Linked DNA regions of Mus musculus: regions 1, 2 and 4 are each linked to region 3. The links are chromatin contacts, called in public Hi-C maps. All regions are on one chromosome and are shown on one strand. The core of a region is the stretch at or near the end of the contact, and the rest is flanking DNA. Distances in the headings are between cores, read along the strand shown. Region 1 holds the start of Meig1 (meiosis expressed gene 1). Region 2 overlaps Hspa14 (heat shock protein 14). Region 3 has its middle 7.8 kb from the start of Gm36031. Region 4 holds the start of Suv39h2 (suppressor of variegation 3-9 2).

Region 1 (2,700 bases), core at 126-2,625, 380 kb before region 3:
TATGTGTGTGTACCACTATAAACAGGAAGTGGCAAGGCTTGAATGTCTACTTTTTAGAAACTGAATTTCATTAAGCACTATTAAGAGTTATGTATGTACTTAGGTCCCTGACATTCAGTTCTAATGTAACCGTAGTCACCTATGCTGGAGCCAGCTACTACCTCAAGCCTTCAAACAGCCATTTAGAAACGACTACAAAAACATAACACAGAAACTCTTCATTTAGACCCACAAGGTAACCCAAAAGGAGGCTGAAGCCTGGTACCTTCGCCTTGGTTTTGTCTGACCCCTTTACTTTGGGTCAGAGGAATGCCTATCTGCACCGGGATGTTAACCATCCAATCATGGTCTGTCTATTTAAACTATCTCACCACCCTTCAAAGCTGAAGATCTAGGCGGCCAAGAATTTGAGAAATCTTGGATTTCCACCAGGTGCCTTGTAGCATGAGAGTTGACACCACAGGGGTGAAGGACACTACAACCTGGACTCACAACTTAAATGAGACCGTTATGAATACCTTTTATGCCCTGTTTAGTTTCTTCCTCTACTTAACCCTTACGCTCATACCAGCCCCCCAAACACAAACCTGGGGCCCCAGGATTTTTTTCCTTATTACCCTCGCTAGTGTACCATGTTAATTACATCTTTCTCTACTGTTCACTTTGTGTGTCTCCTTAATTGGTGTATTTGGGATGGGTGGCCAAGTCCAGCGTGTTGTCGCTGGAGCTTTTGCCTTGTAACCCGTAATTAGATAACATGCCTAATCTTCCAATCCCCATCTCCTCACCTTATATCATGATTTGTGCTCCTAGCAGGTGGCAGGATCCCTCTAACTACGTGTAAACCTTGTTCGAGATAACGAACATACTGGGACTGTATTCTGAACTCAGTTCTCACATTGGGTCCGAACATCGTTTTCTGAACACAGTCCTCAAAACGGATGTTCATTTTAAAGACGAAAGTACCCCCCACCGTCAAGCACTCCCTTCTGGTCTAGGTGTGCCACGTTTGTGTAAAGCCACCCCGTAAGAGTGTTCTCACAGCTAGCATGCTGTCTGCCAGAAACCGCTTTCTTCCCCCCATATATCACGATGTTTGTAAGGTATAATCTGCTGGAAGAAACTGAACTAGCATCTGAGCCCTGGCATCACATACACATACATACAGTGTGTGTGTGTGTGGGAGGGGGGGGACGGCTCCCGCTATCCGCGATTACCCTCGTTCAGCCGGCCTCGCAGGAGGGCGCAGCGGTGTTCGTGTTCTCTACTCGGGATCTTGAGCTGAGACAGCCAGGGGCCAACTGTTACGGCCGGTGTAACCGGCGCGTCTCCTAGCAACGCCGTGACGCCGCTCGGCCGGTCCACGTGAGCGAGCCAAGCCCAGTTTCCTCCGACCCCGCCCCCCGCTTCTGGGTCTTTGTGCGCATGCACAAGGGCCAGGCTGGGCGAAGAGTTCTCTGCAGAGGGGATTCCCCGGTTGGCGCTGCTCACTAATGCTCGCTGTTGAAAGCGTTTGAGAGAATAGACATTTTACAGGTTCAGAATCCTGATAGAAGTGTGTGCTTGGATCACTAAATGAAAACGTTACCATCTATAGATTTTTTTCCCATTAGTATCTAAACGGATAGTTAATATATCACCTATTTCGGTGAAAAGTGATTAACGATCCGTATTTTGAGTCGAGAGTCACGATGATTGTCTAATAAATCGAGGGTGAAAGGGAAAAGGTCAACGCCAAGTCATTGAAAAGCCCCGGAACCAGTACTTAACAGTGCAGGGATTCTGTGAACTAGTTGTTAAACACAAGCCATATTTTTTTACAGATCAAATTCAGCAAGGTCCTAGTTAAAAGTGTCATTTAACACTAAAGAGGTTTTAAGTTTAAAAAAAAAAAACGGATCTATAACTCTCTAATTTCCTTAGCCAAGATGTATCTCTGAACTTTAGACCTATCTAAACAGTTTATATTCCATATCCAAACAAAGGAAACTCTACTTACACATTTTCCTCTTTGACTAGCTGTTACCTACAATCCTCTGTTTCTATTATTCCATCCATCAGCAAGACCTGTTGGCTTTAATAGCTCCCACCCAAGTCCAAAAAGCCATCTCTTGGCAGTCTCTGGCCACCACACTAATTCCCAACCTTGATCCCCACCCCCATAGCCTGTTCTCCACACAACAGTCAGCACCAGACACTTAAAATCTAAGTAAGATTATGTCAGTCTTGGGCTTGGGCTGTGACCCTGTAATAGCTTTCTATTTTATTCACAGTAAACAAACAAAATAAACAACGAAAGCTTCAGAGGTTTATAAGGTCAGTAAAGCCTTGAAATTTCCATATGACTCTTATAGGTTTGTTGTCTTCCTCGGTAATCCTGGGTCACTTTGCACCAGCCATACCTAGCCGAACAGCTCCTAGCATGCAAATGTGTATGCAGCATGCTCAAAGTGAGGAAATATATTTCACCATCACATTGCCGCTGCTGCCACTATGAGCAGGAAAAGCAAGGTAGCTACGAGGAAGGCACTTCAGAACACAGGCCTTGAATTTAAGTCTGGACTCTGTTTACTGAGAAGACCTTGTGCAATTTACATAACAATGTAACAACTGAACAATAAGAGCCTGTCTGCTTGGGTTGCTGTGAGACAGAAATACTAAACACAGGACACTTCAGACAGCATCTGGAACTCCCCAAGT
Region 2 (2,700 bases), core at 90-2,589, 300 kb before region 3:
TATAAGAGGCTGAGCTACCTCCCCAGCCACAGAAATCTTAAACAAAGAAAAGGAAAAGAAAAAAAATAAATAAAAGGACAAGTTTAAATTGTCAAAATAAACCAAGGAAGAAACCCTTGAAGTGAAATCTTGATCAAACTGGACTGGATACTCACCTCTGGAACTCCGAAGCCAGGTACTGTGCTAAGGTGTCTGTGAAATGTGCGCCCCCTATGTTGTCACTGGTGTTTGTGGAAAGGACCCGATACATCCCACTGTTAACTTCCATGACACTGAGCGATAAGGACGTTCCTCCAAGCTTAAACACCAAAACATTGCTTCAAGAGAGAAAAAAATGGGTAAAGCATCTGAGAATCACATCATCTTAAAGCCAGACTGTACTTTTGAAGCCATTCGTTTGAATTGTTTATGAGGGCTGGAGAGGTGGCTCAGCAGGTAAGAGCACTGGCTGCTTTTCCAGAGGACCAGGGTTCAATTCCCAGCAACCGCAGTGTGGCTCACAACTATCTGTAATGGGATCAGATGCTATCTTCAGGCATGCAGGTGTACATGCAGAAAAAGTGCTCATATACATGAAAAAATAAATTAAATGATAATGAAGAAAGTCTACAGCCCAGATGAGTCATCGGCTTGTCTCCAGTCACCCGTGCTGGACCAAGCCTTGAACTTACAATCTTCTGAAACTAAATGAAAGCTCCTTTCAGTCAGTTAACTGGAGAATCTATTTTTCTGAGTGACTAGGTTTGAAAACACTAAGTTTTCAAAGTAAATCAAACAAGGATTTCATGATTATTATAAATCTGAAAGGAATTAAATACAGCTATCCTGTAAATATTTTATAAGTTAATACAACATAGCTTATGGATCCAACCCAGGACAGTAGAAACCAGCTCCCCCATCATGTATTTAAATATATATCAGGACTCATAATTTCTAATATTTTTACATTAATCTGTTTACCTCAAAATAATTTCCTAGTGATTTATACACATTAGTTTCTTTGACCATGAGATATTTGGACAGGGTCTAACTATTTGGAAAGGTTAACACTGTATCTAAATGAATTTCTCTAACGTGTGGTCATCAACTCTGTTAACGTAACACCAGCTGTCTCTAAACAACATGTCTAAACACTGGGAGTGAAATCAATGGTGGGAGTACTCCACAATTAGCCAATCTCCACAACGAAATGAGATGACAGGAGACACTCAGCCTCTCCTTCCCTGCTTTCCCATCTCCGCTGCTCAGCATGACGGGAGGCGAGAATTTCCTGTGTGAAGGTTGGCACCACGTGGCTGGGCTGCCAGAGTCCTACTGAAAGCCGGAGATCTGGGGTTTACCTCTTCCCGGTAGGGTGGTCTTGTCCAATCCCATAAGCAAGGAGAGCTGCAGACGGCTCATGGATCAGCCGCAGCACGTTAAATCCAGCAGCTCCAGCCGCCTCCCTGCAAACAATTTGCTCTCAGTGAATTGTGGGTCACAACATACCCAGCCCTGCACTTGTAGCTGTGCTGAAGGGCTCATGCTCTGGCAAACGATCCTCCAGAAGACACAGCTCGGGAAAGCAGAACCCGTGGAAAGGAAGTGACTAGAACCGACTTCCTGTCTAAAAATGCACTGTTCAGAGCCAGTGTTTTCTATAAAATGGTTTGCATTTATATTGAGTAAGAAAAAAACCCCAACAACCTGTTAGAGCTATGGGTGGTTTAGTCAGTAAATAGGCCTTCTACCCAAGCCTGAGGGTCTAGCTTTGAATCTCCAGCACCCACATAAAACAAAGGTGTGGGGGTGCGTGCCTGTAACTTCAGTGCTGGGGCCGGGTGTGTCACACGCACATATGCATTTGCATGATCAAGTCAGGTGGCAGGGCAGGATCCTTGATAACCAGACAGCCCAGGAAAGTGGTAAGCGCCAGGATCAGTGAGAGAGCCTTTCTCACGAGATAAATAAGGTAGAGTGACAGAGGATACCTGTCGGGCCCTCTGGCCTCCCAAGTCCCAGCAGATGCATATGCAACACACATGTGCAGATACACACAAACAGAAAGAAATGCAAAACATAGCTCTCCAAAGGATCTTTTTTTTTTTTAAGGTTCACTTCTTCTGGGCAGTCTCTAGGCCCTGAAAGTCTAGGAGCAGTACCTGGCCTCCATGTTGCTCAGAACATTCTCCTGACTCAATGAGCACACTGTCAGGATTAGAGTTAGCTCTGGGAGGTCAGAGCCACACCCATGCACCCCTGTGCACTGTACCTGAATACACTGGACCTTATGAGGTAAAAAACATCAGTAATTTTTGACTGAATAAAGAAATCGAATATACGCCCATGATTATAAAGTTTAGGAAGTAATAAAATGTCTGGAACATTATGGAAATGTTCAATTTCTTTCCTTTGGGCACACAGCAGTTTTCTGCTTACCAAAGCACAGGTAGAACTGTACAGAGTAGAGTAAGGACCCGCAAGCTAAGAATCGCATCGCATGACACCTGTGAGGGCAGAATCTATGTTCTTTGGTTTCGATGTTAAACTGAAATAATAGTCTAGTTTCAGAAATCCTTTCCCAAAGTCTGTCATTTAGACAAAAGCCAGCATCCGCTCAGGGACTTAGGAAAATAACTTCTACCCAATAAAAAGAAGTGGCTCCTTATCTCGGGCTCTTCCATTGACATAGCCCGTAATAGCACATCAAGGTCTACGCTG
Region 3 (2,700 bases), core at 37-2,536:
TGAGACTGGCTACTGTCCTAAGTAATCACTCTGCAGACCAGCCCTGAGCTATTCTAGCTTCTTCTTTGTAATGCCTACTTTCAAATCTCTACTAGAAGTAAATTTGAATGTTACTGAATAGGTAACCTTTTCACTGAATTCCTACTGAATTCCAAGCTCGTTAGTTCGTTGGCTTCAAGGATTTTCTAGGACGTTGGAACACTGGTGGAGGCTTACCTATGTCAGAATTCAATCTTTAAAGGCACTTATAATAAGATAATACTGAAAGAGAGCACATGGATCCATACATCAGACTAACACGGGGATAGGGTATGAGTACACGGGTTATGAGAATGCCAAGGTTCCAGGAGGTTGAGTTTCCTTGAAACTCCCTGCCTCGTGAGTGCTCCCAGGCCTCTCGGCCTGCCAAGCAGACTTCACTGGGGTAGACGGAGCAGTGTTCGCCTCCCCGGGTTATGTGTGAGGTGGTTAATAAGCATAAGTAGTTACCATTCTCGTATTTATCTATGTTTTGTTTCTATGCTGTTCAAGCTAGGCAGGGCTCTGTCACCGGAATCCTATGCCATGAAGGACTGCAGAGCCCATGTCACCAACAGATTACAGATCCAGCAGTAACTTGTATGATCTTAAACTCAGATGTCTGTCTCCAGATTCCTCTTCTGAAAGTCTGTCCACATTGGCCTTAAGAACTTCAAGCACCATTTTGTGGGCTAACACTCCACTGTGCCCTCACTTAGAGAAAGCACACCGAAGCCATGGTTCAAGGCAGAGACATGCTGACCCCTCCTCATTTTGTGGGAGCAGTCAATCAGGACAGTCCTGTTGGCACAGGAAGGAAAGCTTTAAGGCCAGGTCAGAGCCAGGCCATGCCTTGCAAAGTCATTTGGGAAGCCAGAGGAACCTAGAACAAGAGGAGAATGTTTGAGGGGTGAATTCTGTCGGGGCTGGAAGTTGGTGTTTTTCATGAAAGTCCTGGCATGAGTAGTTGCTCAATAAATAGTTTCCTTTTTGGCAATATTGGAACTTGAACTTGTGCTTCTCACATGTTGGGTGAGAACTCCATGACTGAGTTCCAGCTCCATCCCTTCATTTCCTGTTAAACAATAGATGCTCAACCGAAGCCCAACCGGAAGTCTAGTGAATGTTGTTTTTCAGCAGTGCGCAGAGGACTGGGCCAGTCACACTGAAGGTGGAGGGTCAGGAAGCAAGGCACACACAGCAGGCAACTTGGTCCAGAAGGAGTCAGCGCAGGGGGTGAATGAGAGTAAGTAGCTTGTAGGAAGCGAGCTCTCCCAGGGACACAGCGCAGCGCAGCGTTAGGTCTCCCTCCCTGTGCCGGCTTTTGACATCAGGACTCAGCAGCTCTGAGTTTGATCCTTTAGCCTAGGACGCTCATACCTATCGTTATAAGTGATTGTGAATGAGGCTTAAATAAAGTAATAAAACCGACTCCTAGCTAGGACCTAGCCCATACAGACCCTCAGCGCAGGTGGTTGAACCTGTTTGCAATGGCCTTAAAATGATGCCGGATGCTGCCACCTACTGGGATCCAGTGGAACTTTTAAAATATTTTTTAGCTAGAATAATAATCCACGTGTGTTAGTTTGTTGGTGGTGTTATTATTTTCCTTACTGGTCTTCGTCTCCTCACCACCCCAGGCCCCTAGTTTTCTGCTCTTGTCTGGCTGAGGTATTTACTGAATGAATAGTAAGTGTTGTTTAAACCTGTCCGTGTGGTATCCAGTTTCTGCCTCCAGAAGAGTCCACTGTATGAATCTCAGGGCTGCTGTTTACTATGAGGCAGGGGACAGCGTCTGAGCTTCCTGACCTTCAGTTTTCCTGGCAGGCTATAAAATGGCCTCCATCTGTTTGGAAGAATGAGTTTTACTCATTCATTTACTCATTCATTCATCCAGCGAGTGAGCTTTTAGGAGGAAGGGGAGTGTCAGTCTGCAGAGGAAACAGATGGTGCATGGGGAGGGGCACCCCACACACCCATACCTTGCAGTGATTCACGGGAGACTGATTGCCCCCATCCGCTGTCTCTCTTCTTTTACTGTATGAGAGTCATTTCCTGAAACACAGATCTCCGCTTATGATGGCCTCACTTCAAATTTGTCACTACGTTGAAGGCCAGTCTGCCTATCATGGAAACTTTGGTCCTATTCAAACTGGTCTGCTCTACCAAGCTACTTCTGGGTTTCTGAAATGGTAGTAGACAACCTTTACCACAGGTTAGACATTGTGCTAAGTGTTTTATTGGATAATTGTTATAGCTTCCCAGGACATGAGCCTTATGCCTGTTATAATCGTGGAGCTATAACAATAACGTCAAGGGACATCTTCAAGGAGAAAGCGTGGCTTTGGTTCAGTTTCAGATGTCTCAGATTAGGGTTCCCAGCTCTATTCGATTCCCAGCTGGTGGGGTAGAACATTATGCCAACAGGAACCTGTGTGTCTTAGTTTGGGTCTTGTTGCTATGAAAAGACACTATGGCCAAGGCAAGTCTTATGAAAGCAAATATTTAATTGGGGTTGGCTTACAGTTTCAGAGGTTCAATCCATTATCATCATTGCAGGAAGCATGGCAGCATCCAAGTAGATGTGGTGCTGGAGACGGAGCTGAGAGTCTTGATTTGAAAGCAGTCAGGAGAGACTGTCTTCTGCATTGGGCAGAGCCTTAGCATAGGAGGAGTCCCCAA
Region 4 (2,700 bases), core at 141-2,640, 320 kb before region 3:
TCAAGCTGTCTTTAGTTCTCCGAAGTGGTGGGCAAAAACCTTTTTAAGGTAAGTTTCCAGGAAGGGACAGCGTAACCGCTCAAATTTTCCCCGCAGTCCTTCCTCATCCTTCCCAGTAAGGACTTCATTGTCAGAAACCAGTGAGGATAGCTTCCGAACTCCAGTGACTGCAAACAACTCATATTTCTGGCACCTGCAAAAAGACTTTCCTTCAAATTTGCCAGAATACATTTATTTGCTTAGGTGTGGCGGTTTGGAGACAAGAAAGCTGTAAAAAACGTCTCATAAATCGCTTCTAAAAATCTTAAGGCTGTTTTGTCTTAATGCTAATCTCCTTATGCTAATCATCTGCAAAGGAGAGTCCTCTTGTTTATGTAACCAAGTTGTTTGCTGTTTTATTTATCTTTTCAATTTTTACCCCTAGCTGAGAATCTGAAAACACAACACTATAATGGAGGGTGGTGTTGAATCGGAGGATCAACGTACATATATTCGTATGAAAACGTCATAACGAAGCGTTACGTGTAATTACAATGCACCGCCCCTCGCAACAGAAATGCTACATTTTGGGGGCATCTCGAAATGTTAAAAAGAAAAATTGCCAACACTTGGTTTACAAAATCCCACAGCCAAAAATGATGAGAGGAAAACGCCTCATTGTCTAGATTATAACATCCCGTTTATAAAAACCATTCCACCATCCCATCCCCACCACGCTTCAAGGAGGCAAGAGCTACCTACGGGAATAATAGTGTCACCATCTGGGTGGAGCGGAGGAAAGAGCTGGAGAACAACCTTTTCATTCCAGAAGGCTTTGCACAACCCAGACTTTCAAAGGGCGCGCGACTCGAGCGCACGCACGCGCACTGCGTGCCCCGGCTTCAGCATCCACAGAAATAACCTGCAAGTTCCAGCCGGGCCCCCCAAAGTTTCCCGGAGCTCAGGGCTGCGTGTGCAGGCGCTTCACGGCGAGGCCAGACCCGCTCGAACGCAGGCACCAGGGGATTCCCTTTCTCCAGCACCGCACCTCAGCCCCGCCACCACCCCCAACCCCCGGCTCGGAGGTGGCGACCGCTACCGCCGCAGCGCGTGTGCTTTCCTGCTCACCCTTGAATAAGGCACCTCGTGCACACTCGTCGCCAAAGACCGCGGCCCGCGGAGCTCCGGACCACGCTCGCTGGGAGCCGGCGCGCCTCTCGCCCGCAGACGGCCGCGAGCGTCGCGCCGTCAGGGTCTCCGCGCGGCGGCGTCTCGCCGTTCGCCTGGCCTTGGGCCTCGGGGGCGGACCTGGAGCCCGGTGACACCGCGCTCCTGCCTCACTGCCCCGTGCCTTGGCCCTGGCCGCCGCCATCTTGCGGAGCTTTCATTCAAACTGGCGCGGTCAGCCCGAAGAACTCAGCTGGCCACACGCCCCGCCCCGGCCCGCCAGGGACTCCGGAGCGGGGAGGCTGAGAGGAGCGAGGCGTTCTGACGTCAGCGGAGACCGACCCCTGCGGTGGTAGCTACCGCGCCTGCGCCGCACGGTGGGGGCGGGAAGGGGCGGGGCCTTCCGTGGAAACTGGCCCTGCCCGTCGCTGGCTTGTTACTCGCTTTGACTTCGGAGGTCGCTTGCCATGATTCTTCATGCGGTCCCCTGAGTCGCTTCACAAAGACCTGACGTGCCCGCCACAAAACGCAAAATAGGCTGTGCGGGGTTAGTGTGCGCAGGTAGCTCCTTTCCCACTCTTGTTCCTCAGCACTTCAACCCAACGAAGCCCCACTACTTTTCCTTTCACTCCACACCACCAGGACTCAGGATCTTAAAATTTGACTGCATGTTGGGTTCACCTGGAGAGGTGCTGTCTGTTTAAACCACTCAAAGAGATTCTGATGAGTTGATGTGGCCATGTAGCAGCTGGACTCAAAGGAAAAGCCTGACAATTGTGAGAATCCAACCAACCCCGCCAAGAACCCTCTTAGTTAAGGCAAACGTAAAAGGTACACTTAGGACAAGGACTTACTAACATTAACAGACTTAAGCTGAGGGCAGGTTTTAGCCATATATGCTTGGGGAGAGTCAGGTCGTTCTCGGTTTTACCACTGTAAATCTGAAAACTTGTAAGAGGAACCATTATACACAAAAGACCATCGGCAATTCTGTAAGCCAGTCATGTCAATGCTATTCACAAGCACATACTGCCTGTCTTCTCTTCAGCCAAAACAGCCTAGCTGCCTTGACCTCTCCATTGCTCCCCTTCCAGCCACTTCCCACCCAGCTAAGGAGACTTTAAAACAGAAAATGAAACAAGCCTCAGACTTGCTTTGTCTGAGAAGCATGTTCAAGTCCTGACCCTTTTGCTTCCACTTTGGTGAGCTGGAATTACAGGTGCTAGCCAAAGCTCCCTTCTCCCCCAATAAACACTTTAAACTGGAAATCACGGTCTAGATCAAAGAACTGACTGACTCCCCTTCATGTGCTGCTCCCTCTCACGTGACTAGATTTAACTCAAATGTTACTTCTTCAGAGGCCACTCAGGCATTCTGTCTGGCTTTGTTCTCTAGCTCTTCTTTAAAAGCTTTTGTCAAAAAACGGTCAGGGTAGAGTCTTACAAATATTTTTGGTCTTGCTAAGTTTTATTTTAAAAATTGGCAAAGGATGCTGGAAGCAGAGGATAGCTTGGTGGAATAGCAGTTGTCTGATAGATCCAAGGCTCTGTGTTT

The links. Hi-C and Micro-C count contacts between places; a contact is called where the count stands out from the background.
Region 1: a Hi-C map of B cells shows a contact between it and region 3, with 44 read pairs. The contact joins the promoter of Meig1 here to the enhancer-like site in region 3. A contact is called at or near these places in 21 of 39 promoter capture datasets (the 3T3-L1 cell line, 3T3-L1-derived adipocytes, the C10 cell line and 14 more), 3 of 15 datasets of contacts at CTCF or cohesin (CD8 T cells, large pre-B cells and pro-B cells), 23 of 484 Hi-C or Micro-C datasets (B cells, the Ba/F3 cell line, CD4 T cells and 17 more), 19 of 115 datasets of contacts at active chromatin or transcription factors (the 230-238 cell line, CD8 T cells, DN3 thymocytes and 13 more) and 3 of 9 other capture datasets (adipose tissue, liver and macrophages).
Region 2: a Hi-C map of bone marrow-derived macrophages shows a contact between it and region 3, with 27 read pairs. The contact joins two enhancer-like sites. A contact is called at or near these places in 18 of 39 promoter capture datasets (the 3T3-L1 cell line, 3T3-L1-derived adipocytes, the C10 cell line and 13 more), 3 of 15 datasets of contacts at CTCF or cohesin (CD8 T cells, the NIH/3T3 cell line and large pre-B cells), 7 of 484 Hi-C or Micro-C datasets (CD4 T cells, bone marrow-derived macrophages, cortical neurons and 3 more), 5 of 115 datasets of contacts at active chromatin or transcription factors (bone marrow-derived macrophages, effector CD8 T cells, embryonic forebrain and 2 more) and 2 of 9 other capture datasets (adipose tissue and liver).
Region 4: a contact with region 3 is called in a Hi-C map of B cells, with 45 read pairs. The contact joins the promoter of Suv39h2 here to the enhancer-like site in region 3. A contact is called at or near these places in 20 of 39 promoter capture datasets (the 3T3-L1 cell line, 3T3-L1-derived adipocytes, the C10 cell line and 15 more), 3 of 15 datasets of contacts at CTCF or cohesin (CD8 T cells, large pre-B cells and pro-B cells), 7 of 484 Hi-C or Micro-C datasets (B cells, CD4 T cells, bone marrow-derived macrophages and 3 more), 15 of 115 datasets of contacts at active chromatin or transcription factors (the 230-238 cell line, CD8 T cells, bone marrow-derived macrophages and 9 more) and 3 of 9 other capture datasets (adipose tissue, liver and macrophages).

Annotation. Positions count from the first base shown.
Region 1 is chr2:3,417,754-3,420,453 of GRCm38.p6, forward strand. Meig1 (meiosis expressed gene 1) reads right to left here and starts at 1,376. Exons shown (of 3, transcript NM_001355207.1): 1 at 1,218-1,376.
Region 2 is chr2:3,497,867-3,500,566 of GRCm38.p6, forward strand. Hspa14 (heat shock protein 14) reads right to left here. Exons shown (of 14, transcript NM_015765.2): 7 at 1,341-1,445; 8 at 156-317. Among named protein-coding and RNA genes, the nearest start is that of Hspa14, 14 kb to the right of the region's middle. Within about 2 kb of position 1,340, at least 10 of the 459 cell types and tissues checked have an H3K27ac peak or open chromatin away from gene starts, as enhancers often do. A contact at or near this core is called in bone marrow-derived macrophages, granulocyte-monocyte progenitors and hematopoietic stem and progenitor cells, where this site is marked.
Region 3 is chr2:3,798,680-3,801,379 of GRCm38.p6, forward strand. No RefSeq gene overlaps it. Among named protein-coding and RNA genes, the nearest start is that of Gm36031, 7.8 kb to the right of the region's middle. Within about 2 kb of position 1,287, at least 59 of the 459 cell types and tissues checked have an H3K27ac peak or open chromatin away from gene starts, as enhancers often do. A contact at or near this core is called in B cells, CD8 T cells, the SCID.adh cell line and 12 more, where this site is marked.
Region 4 is chr2:3,473,596-3,476,295 of GRCm38.p6, forward strand. Suv39h2 (suppressor of variegation 3-9 2) reads right to left here and starts at 1,391. Exons shown (of 6, transcript NM_022724.4): 1 at 1,108-1,391. The coding sequence starts at 1,351. It also overlaps a transcript of Dclre1c not described here.